Linked DNA regions of Callithrix jacchus: region 2 is linked to region 1. Evidence: chromatin contacts called from public Hi-C data. All regions are on one chromosome and are shown on one strand. The core of a region is the stretch at or near the end of the contact, and the rest is flanking DNA. Distances in the headings are between cores, read along the strand shown.

Region 1 (3,634 bases), core at 471-2,970:
GAGGTACTGATGTGGCCCGTAGGCTGTAGTTTGTGGACCCGCAATAGTCTTGTGGAGCATGGTAAGGAATTTGGATTTTAAAATGCAACTGGAAATCCTGGAAGATTTTAAAGCAAGGGAGTGACATGAAGTCATTTACAGTGTAAAAGGCTCACTTTCAGCTGTCTTATGGACAGTGGACCCTCAGCAAATTAGAAACAGCCAGCTATTCCCATGTCCTTTCACGTAGTTTGTGACAGTCACATTTGGCTCTATCATTTACTCTACATGCTTTGCACTTCTGTGTCTCTGAGCCTTTGCTCATACGGTTCCCTCTGCCTGGAATGTTCTTTCAGTAAATGACACAGCTAAGTGCCACCTCCTTTTCCCCCATTCTTTTCCCTCAGAACCACTCTTCTGTTGGTGCAACATTGGGCCTCTCCATTATAGCACTTGTTTTATTCAGTCTTGTAATAATGTTGTTATAAGAGCTACCACTTAGTGTTAATGATGTTTCAGATGCTCTTTAATGTTAATGGTGTTTCAGGTGCTCTTTTAAAACCTTTTCATACATTGTCTCATTGAATCCTTGCAGCAACTCTGTGTGGTGGATATTAGCTCCATTCTCCAGGTGATAAAATGATGGTTTACAGGACTGCATCCCTTGGCAGTTCACACAGCTAGAAAACAGCCAAGGACGCATTTGAACCCAGAGCTCCCTGAGAGAAGCCCTTAGGGATCATGCCCTAGTTGTGTCTGTTTCCCCCACTAGTCTATGAGTTCCTTGAGGGCAGGGGCCGTGTTTAATTCATTTCTATGCCCTGTGCCTAGTACAGTGCCTGGCAAATAATAAGCGCTCTATAAATGTTTATTACATTGACTTAGCTTCTGATAATGACGGAGTATTTCAAGTGTGCTATCTTCAAGTCCACTAGATGGCACTCAAGATGCATAAATGTGGTTAGAGTTTAATGCGACTGAGAAGATGTTAAACAGCTCCTGGCCATTTTAACAAAGGAAAAATGAGCCAGTCTTTGAATTAAGAATCTGGTCATGACAGTCTGTTTTCAAGTCCTTGACCATGATGCTTTGCTTTCCAGATGCAGCCTTGCATCGTTTTCTCCCTTCAGTGTTATTCGTGTTCTGGGATGCTACTGCTACAGCTTCTCATGCTGCTATTTTTTCTGTGTTGTCTGTAGTAGTTAATTTAATTGATAAACATTTGAGCACCTATTGTGTGTCAGGTACTGTGCTAGACTCTGGGGATACAGAGATGAATTGAGACATGGCCTTTACCCTCAAGGAGCTCACAGTCTTTTTGGGGAGACTGACAGGTAAATAACTATACTCTACTGTGCTAAGTATTGTAATAAAGGACTGTAGAAAGTACTGCATATGCACAGAGGAAAAAATGATTCTGCTTGAAGGGGTCATACGGTGGTTACTTTGGAACTTGGGAAAACGACTAGAAGAAATGAGGGAAAGTACATTGCAGATGGACAGAACAGCATGAGCAAAGGCATGGGAGGCTCAGAAGCGGATGGATTTGGGGAGAAGAGTAGGCAGGTATGGCTAGAATGGGGCATGTAGAAGAGAAGGATGGGAATGAGGATGGAAAGATGTAGGCTGGAGTGGGGCGGGTATGCTGGTTTGTAGAGAGTCTTGAATGCCCCACAAAGGACTTCAGACTTGGCCAGGGTGGTAAGCCACTCTCAGAGTCCTTTGTCAAGGGAGTAACACAGCGAGTTCTATGCTGGCGACAGCTGGCTCTCAGGGAGAGGCTGGCAGCTGGAAAAGCTTCCATAACAGACCCTGTGAGCCTCAGGATGAGGACTGTGCTTGAGCAGTTGGGATGGAAAGGAAAGAGAAAACCTGAGAGACCATTTAGAGGAAGCATGAACAGAACTGGTGGGTGCTCATGTTTAGGGAATAGAGAGGAGCCAGAGAACTTTGTAATGAAGCTGTTCCCTGGGATACAGAAAGCAGGAATTTGAAGCAGATAAGGAAAGAATCGTGAAGAAGCAAGGCTGATGTCTGTCCATTAGCCTATGAAAAACCTGTAATTGGACCCTCTCTTCAGTCATAGTAACAGAATATTGCCAGGAGAGCTGCGAGGTCCAAAAACATGCAACTCCCTCGCAGAATTGCACTGTGCCAGCCTTGTTTTTGGAGCTACCCCAGTAGTTCTTATTTAGCATCCGGGGCGGTGCTGCTCTCCCTGATTCTGCTTCAAGTGGACCTATATTCAGAGAAGAAAATCCTGTTTTTTTCCTGGTAAGTAGGATTGCAGGAAGAGAATCATTGGTACACCCTGCTTGCCTTAGAATCCAAGCCGTTGCTAAGGAAAGTGGCAGGAACCAAAAATCTGCATCAACAGCCATAGAGAAGCAAGAAAACATTAACCATTCCGTAGCTTCTGTGTTGAGGAAAGTAGTTGCCTGACAATGTGCATGTGTGAATAGACCTTTTTTTGGCTTCCAAATCTCATTTGCTCTTTGTGTTTCTCCTTTAGGGTTGGTGTTGATTCAGACCAAGAACACTTGGTAAATATGCGTTTGTGTTGTTCCTGGCATTTCTGTCAAATGTGCAGTGATTTGGGAAAAGAACCAATCTACTGTAGACTTCATGCCACTATTTAGATCCTGTCCTCTTTGCCTCGGCTTTTAACTGACATCATTCCTGGCTTTTCTCACTGCTCCACAGAGACAAAGCCAAGTTAGCCACAGTGTGTGGTTATCAAGGGTGACAGCTTTCATGTCTCCGGGCCATCCTGCCTGGGATTTTGCTCCAGAGGAGAGCAGTCTCTTAAGCACTCCTGGGTTTTCAAGTGACTCCTCTGGCACAGGGAGGCTTTTTCCACTTCGGTTTGTGCATGAAGGCTTGTCTCTGATGTAAGCCTCACTCCAGCTGCTCTTCCTGTGTAACTTTCAAATTGGATGACCAGCAGCTGCCCTTGAGAACTGCCTAGAAGCTTTTGACTGTTCAAGCAGCCTTCCCTGCCTGTTCAGGGGAGCGCACTTTCTTACTTTGTCCCTCAGCCTTGGCCATGTTTCCTTGCTTCCTTCCTTCCGTTGTGTCAGTTTCTCAGTTGTTGCTATGAACTTGAGCCTGTTGGGCTGAATGCTTTGTAACTGGCTGCCCTCTCTAGACTGACTACCCTTGTCTGGTATTTTCCATCTGCTTTTCAATGGTTTCTGAGCACCACTGAATACATGACTCCGTTTCAGACGTTAGATAAGAAATCACAGACGTTAGGTTTTTGAACATGGAAAGCGTCTCTTTCAAAACACAATTCTTCTTCTTGTCTGAAACAAACCCCAGTGTATTTGTCTTCAGGGTGAGGTTAAAAAAACCATTTCTCAGATTTATTTCCTAAATGTGAATTTTGTTAGCTGTTGAGTAATGAGTGGGAATGTATATATGAGATATAGTAAGTACTTGCCTCTTGTGGTCAGACCCTTAAAGTAGAATTCCATGGGCTTGACATACTTGTACAAACCAAGCTGGATAAATTCCCATGATGCCAAGTTCCTGGGATAGTGTCCAAGGGGTAATAAGTCCTCAGTGCTTCCTCCCTGTGTCAAAATAAGAATAAAGTTAATCATGCAGCTCAAAAGACAAATGCTTGATCACTCTCTGTGTAAGTCTCCACCAG
Region 2 (4,195 bases), core at 520-3,019, 180 kb after region 1:
TCAGAGCAACATCGTCACCACAGATACTTCTGGAAGCTTAACAAAACTAACCCTGCTGTCCTTTTTATTGCTTTTAATTAAAATTTTTTTGTTTTTAATTGATAGTAAAATAGTTTATGGGTTTGGAAACTTTGCATGAAAATATTTTAGCCCCCCTCAGATGTTCCTGCAGTGTTGAAATTCATCCTACAAAAGTAACCGCCAAACTCTAGAGGGGGAGTTGAGCAGGCGCCAGGGCTGTCATCAACATGGATATGACATTTCCCAACAGTGATGAGTTGAATTCCTTGTAACGTAGTAGTTGTCTGCTCTGTGTCCCTGTGTTAATGAGGACTGTAAAGTCCCTTCTCTTGTGATTCCTAGGACTTATCCTCAAGAGGAAATCTGGATTTCTATCTACCGCTTTACCTGAAATGCAGGATCACCTGATTAACTGTATTCTACATTATTATATGACATAGTATAATGAGACAGTATCAAAAGTAAACATGTAATGACAATACATACTAACATTCTTGTAGGAGTGGTTAGAGAAGCTGATGCCTCATTTCTACATTCTGTCATTAGCTATTATCATCTAACGTTTCAGTGTATCCTTACAGAAATAAAGCAGCATATGAATAACCTGCCTCCTGTCTTTTCTTTCTGCTGGGTGGAATCACTCTAAGGTGATACTCCTGACCCAGAAACCCAAATGACTTCTTTTCCTTCCAGGATACACTCAGTTCAGTGCAGTTGTACAGAACATAAGAATTATAAACAAACCTGTAAATACCACATTTAATTGAGTTTTTTAAAAAAAAAAACAGAAACCATTCTGACCTGAAATGGTATTTCCCAGATTTTCACTGAAAAAGGATGACTTGGTTTCATTTGTCCAGGGGATTAGGGCGGGAATCCCTGAGTCCCCCAGTGAAGCGTGTTGCTGAGAAACCATCTCAGTCCCTGTCTTTTGGGTGCCTCCTTGCTGTGCCTTTGCCTTTGTGCCCTCTGGAGCCCAGGGTCCAGGTTGAGCGTGACCATCTCAACCACGGCTCCCTCCACTTGACAGCTGAATGAGATCTTTGCTGCTTCTTGTGGGCATGGCTCACTGAGGAGGCTGCCCCTTTGGGCCCATGCACTTCAGTTAGGGGGAACATGCAGGGATGCTGTGGGCAGAGGCAGGGGTTGGCCTGGCATTGAGGCTCCGCAGTTGCCGCTAGCCTAGTACCACACACCAGTGTCTTTCATTCACCTCTGAGGCTTGCGTTCTTGGGTCATCTAAACTGTGCCCACCCATGTGGCCCTTACGGCACAGCACAGGAGGCCCCATGCGACAGGTGCCTGCTGCACTCTCCTCCCAGTGGAAGGGGCTTCAGACCTTAATGGCCCCTTGTCAAACTCCAGGCAGAACTGGGTGGGAGGAGAGGGTGTTAGTCTTAACTGGGCCCCACGCTGAGGGTAATACAAGCAAAGGGCAGACGCCCTTTGGTGCTAACATTTGCCTTCTGAGAAGGGCACTGAACCTGTCAGCAAGAAACCATGAGCGCTTTCAGGAATGTGGCACATCCCCTTGTGTGTGTTTCCTTACAGAAATTAGCTGTGAAAACCTCGAAACCAATGAAGTCTATCTAGTCATCTGGGGCCCCAGGAAAATGAGTCTGGGTTGGGGGATGGAGAGTGGTTGCCCCCTCTGGCTGAGTTCCTGAGGCTACAGCAAGGAAAGGAGCCCCGTGGGGAGAGGGGAGAGGGGAGAGGAGAGAGGCCTGGGATGGAGAGAGGGGCCCCACTTCCTTCACTAAGGGCTTTGGCCCCAGCTCGCTCTGGATCCTACCCACATGTTGTTTCCCATTCCAGACTCTTCCTTACTGTGCCAGTTCCTTGCCCTGCAGTCCTCGGTGCACCCTCCTTCTCAGCCCCTTCCCACCCTGATGCCCCTCCCCATCTGCCCTAGATTCTATTCTCTGCACTGCATTCGTTTCCCTTACTCCTGCTATCCCTTTGCCCTTCTAGCCTGCTTGGCCTGCAAAACCTGGGTGGATGGCTTGAGCTCCGCGGAGGAAAAGCCATGCTGGTCTAAAATTCCCAGTCCCACCACTCTGCCACTTGGCCCAAAGTCCCAAGACCACCTCCACCACCCTCACCCGGGAGACTGAGGCCTATCTGGAGTCTGCTTCTAGCTATTGCTTGCTTTGTGATGCCTGCCCTTCACAGTTCTGCATCTTGTGAAGCACCTACACACGAGAGCTAACCCTCACGGCCGACACACACCATTGCTCCCATTTCCCAGATGAAAAAACAGAGAGGTTAAGAAGCTTGCCCAAAGTCCCACAGCTAGTAAGTGACAAGCCATACCCTGGGCACACCTCTAGCATATCACTCATGACACTAAATTGTCATACAAATATACACATCACAATAAAACCAGCATGCACAGGGCTCAGTACTTAGAAGGCACTTTGTTGAATACATGATTTTAAGAGTGACACCCATAAGGCTCAGGAGAAATGAGGGTAAATTTCCACTTAACAATTTGTCAGCAGAGAAACATTTTCTCCCACATAATGAATGGGATCAGAATGTCAAGAACCTCTCTGCTTGTGGTTAATGGGGTGGGTTCTGGCACCAGGCTACCAGGGCTCAAATCCTGGCTTCTCAGCCACTTTCTGGTCATAAGACCTTGGGCAAGTTACTTAACCTCTCTGAGCTTGATCCTTCATCTGTGAGACCTAAAATTTCTACTTTGTAGAATTCCATGTAGGGGATATAATGCAAGTGTTTAGTGAGGGGACTAGCACCCAGTAAAAGCACTCAGTGCTAGCAAAGATTTTGTCCCCAGCACTGAAAACACTGCTTTAGTGTCTGTGACCCACCCTGCAAGCCTCAAGACACTATGCCCACTCCCAAAGCAGTGTGGGGTGTTGGCCTGAGGGACAAACTTGGGTTTGAACACCAGCTCTGCCTCTTTCCAGTTGTGTGACCTGGAACAAATGCTGCTTGCCACACATCTTGGTGTCCTCATAGGCATAAATGAATACCCACACCTCATAGGGTTGTTGTGAGCATTGAAAATGCCTGGCAGGGCCCGGTGGCTCAGGCTTGTAATCCCAGCACCTTGGGAGGCTGAGGCAGTAAGATCGCTTGAAATCAGGAGTTCGAACCAGCCTGGCCAACATAGTGAAACCCTGTCTCTACTAAAAATACAATTAGTCAAGTGTGCTGGTGTGTGCCTCTGTAATCCCAGCTACTCAGGAGGCTGAGGCAGGAGAATTGCTTGAACCCAGGAGGTGGAGGTTGCAGTGAGCTGAGATCATGCCATTGCACTCCAGCCTGGGCGACAGAGCAAGACTATCTCAAAAAATAAATAAAATAAAATAAAACAAAATGCCTACCAAGTACCTGGCATATTGCACATGTAAATCTAACTACAACAATTACAACACAGTTGGGGAAATTCAAATTATTTGGGTGCCTAAAACCCATCTGGAAACACTGTAACTGGACTGGTGGCTGTTTTGGAGCCTGTTTCAACCAACCAGGCCGGCCAGGCACTGAGGGGGGTGGGGTCACTGAAAATGACAGGGAATTGCCCCCTGACATGATAAAATGTCATGCACAGCCTGCTTCTATGCCCTGGCTCCTTGGCCCTAACTGCTATTAGAGGTATTCGAGAACAGTGGAATCTCCGAACTGAAAAGGCTGCAGAGATTGTAGCAGAGCTCCCTCATTTGACAGATAAGGAACAGGGATCAGAGAGGAGCAACAACACACACAAAGTCACATGGGAGCTAGCAGCCCTCTCGGCTGGATTCAGGTCTTCAGGGGGCTGTCTGGCACTCTTTATGGTATTTCACACTGCATTCTTGTGCTTTTTAGGGACTGGAGCTGTTAAAAGCTTCATTCCACAGGCAGTGTCCACAATGACACAGGAGCAGAAAATGCACTGATCTGCAGAATCTGCTGCTAGAGGCCAGGGGTCTGTCCCTCCAGGGAGAGGACACCAGGAAGGGAAATGTGAGGCAGCAAAGCGTGAGGGGAAGGCTAGGTCAAGGGCCATCACCTTGGCCTTGTAAACAGGAACATCCTGGCAGACAGTTTCAATGGATGGATCTACAGAACCTGGCACCACACTTGGCAGTAAAGAGTATCCAGCTCAGATGAGACATATGGAGGTGATATGTTTGACAGGAATGAGCTGTGTCTAGTTTGTGCTGAT

The links. A called contact is a pair of places that touch in the nucleus more often than the background predicts.
Region 2: a Hi-C map of skeletal muscle shows a contact between it and region 1, with 4 times the contacts expected there. The contact joins two enhancer-like sites. A contact is called at or near these places in 2 of 3 Hi-C or Micro-C datasets (both in skeletal muscle).

The regions. Positions count from the first base shown.
Region 1 is chrX:132,824,286-132,827,919 of calJac240_pri, forward strand. SLC9A6 (solute carrier family 9 member A6) reads left to right here. Exons shown (of 16, transcript XM_035287798.3): 13 at 2,492-2,522. Among named protein-coding and RNA genes, the nearest start is that of SLC9A6, 43 kb to the left of the region's middle. Within about 2 kb of position 1,721, at least 4 of the 16 cell types and tissues checked have an H3K27ac peak or open chromatin away from gene starts, as enhancers often do. A contact at or near this core is called in skeletal muscle, where this site is marked.
Region 2 is chrX:133,007,087-133,011,281 of calJac240_pri, forward strand. FHL1 (four and a half LIM domains 1) reads left to right here. Exons shown (of 6, transcript XM_078364136.1): 6 at 1-624. Among named protein-coding and RNA genes, the nearest start is that of MAP7D3, 36 kb to the right of the region's middle. Within about 2 kb of position 1,770, at least 2 of the 16 cell types and tissues checked have an H3K27ac peak or open chromatin away from gene starts, as enhancers often do. A contact at or near this core is called in skeletal muscle, where this site is marked.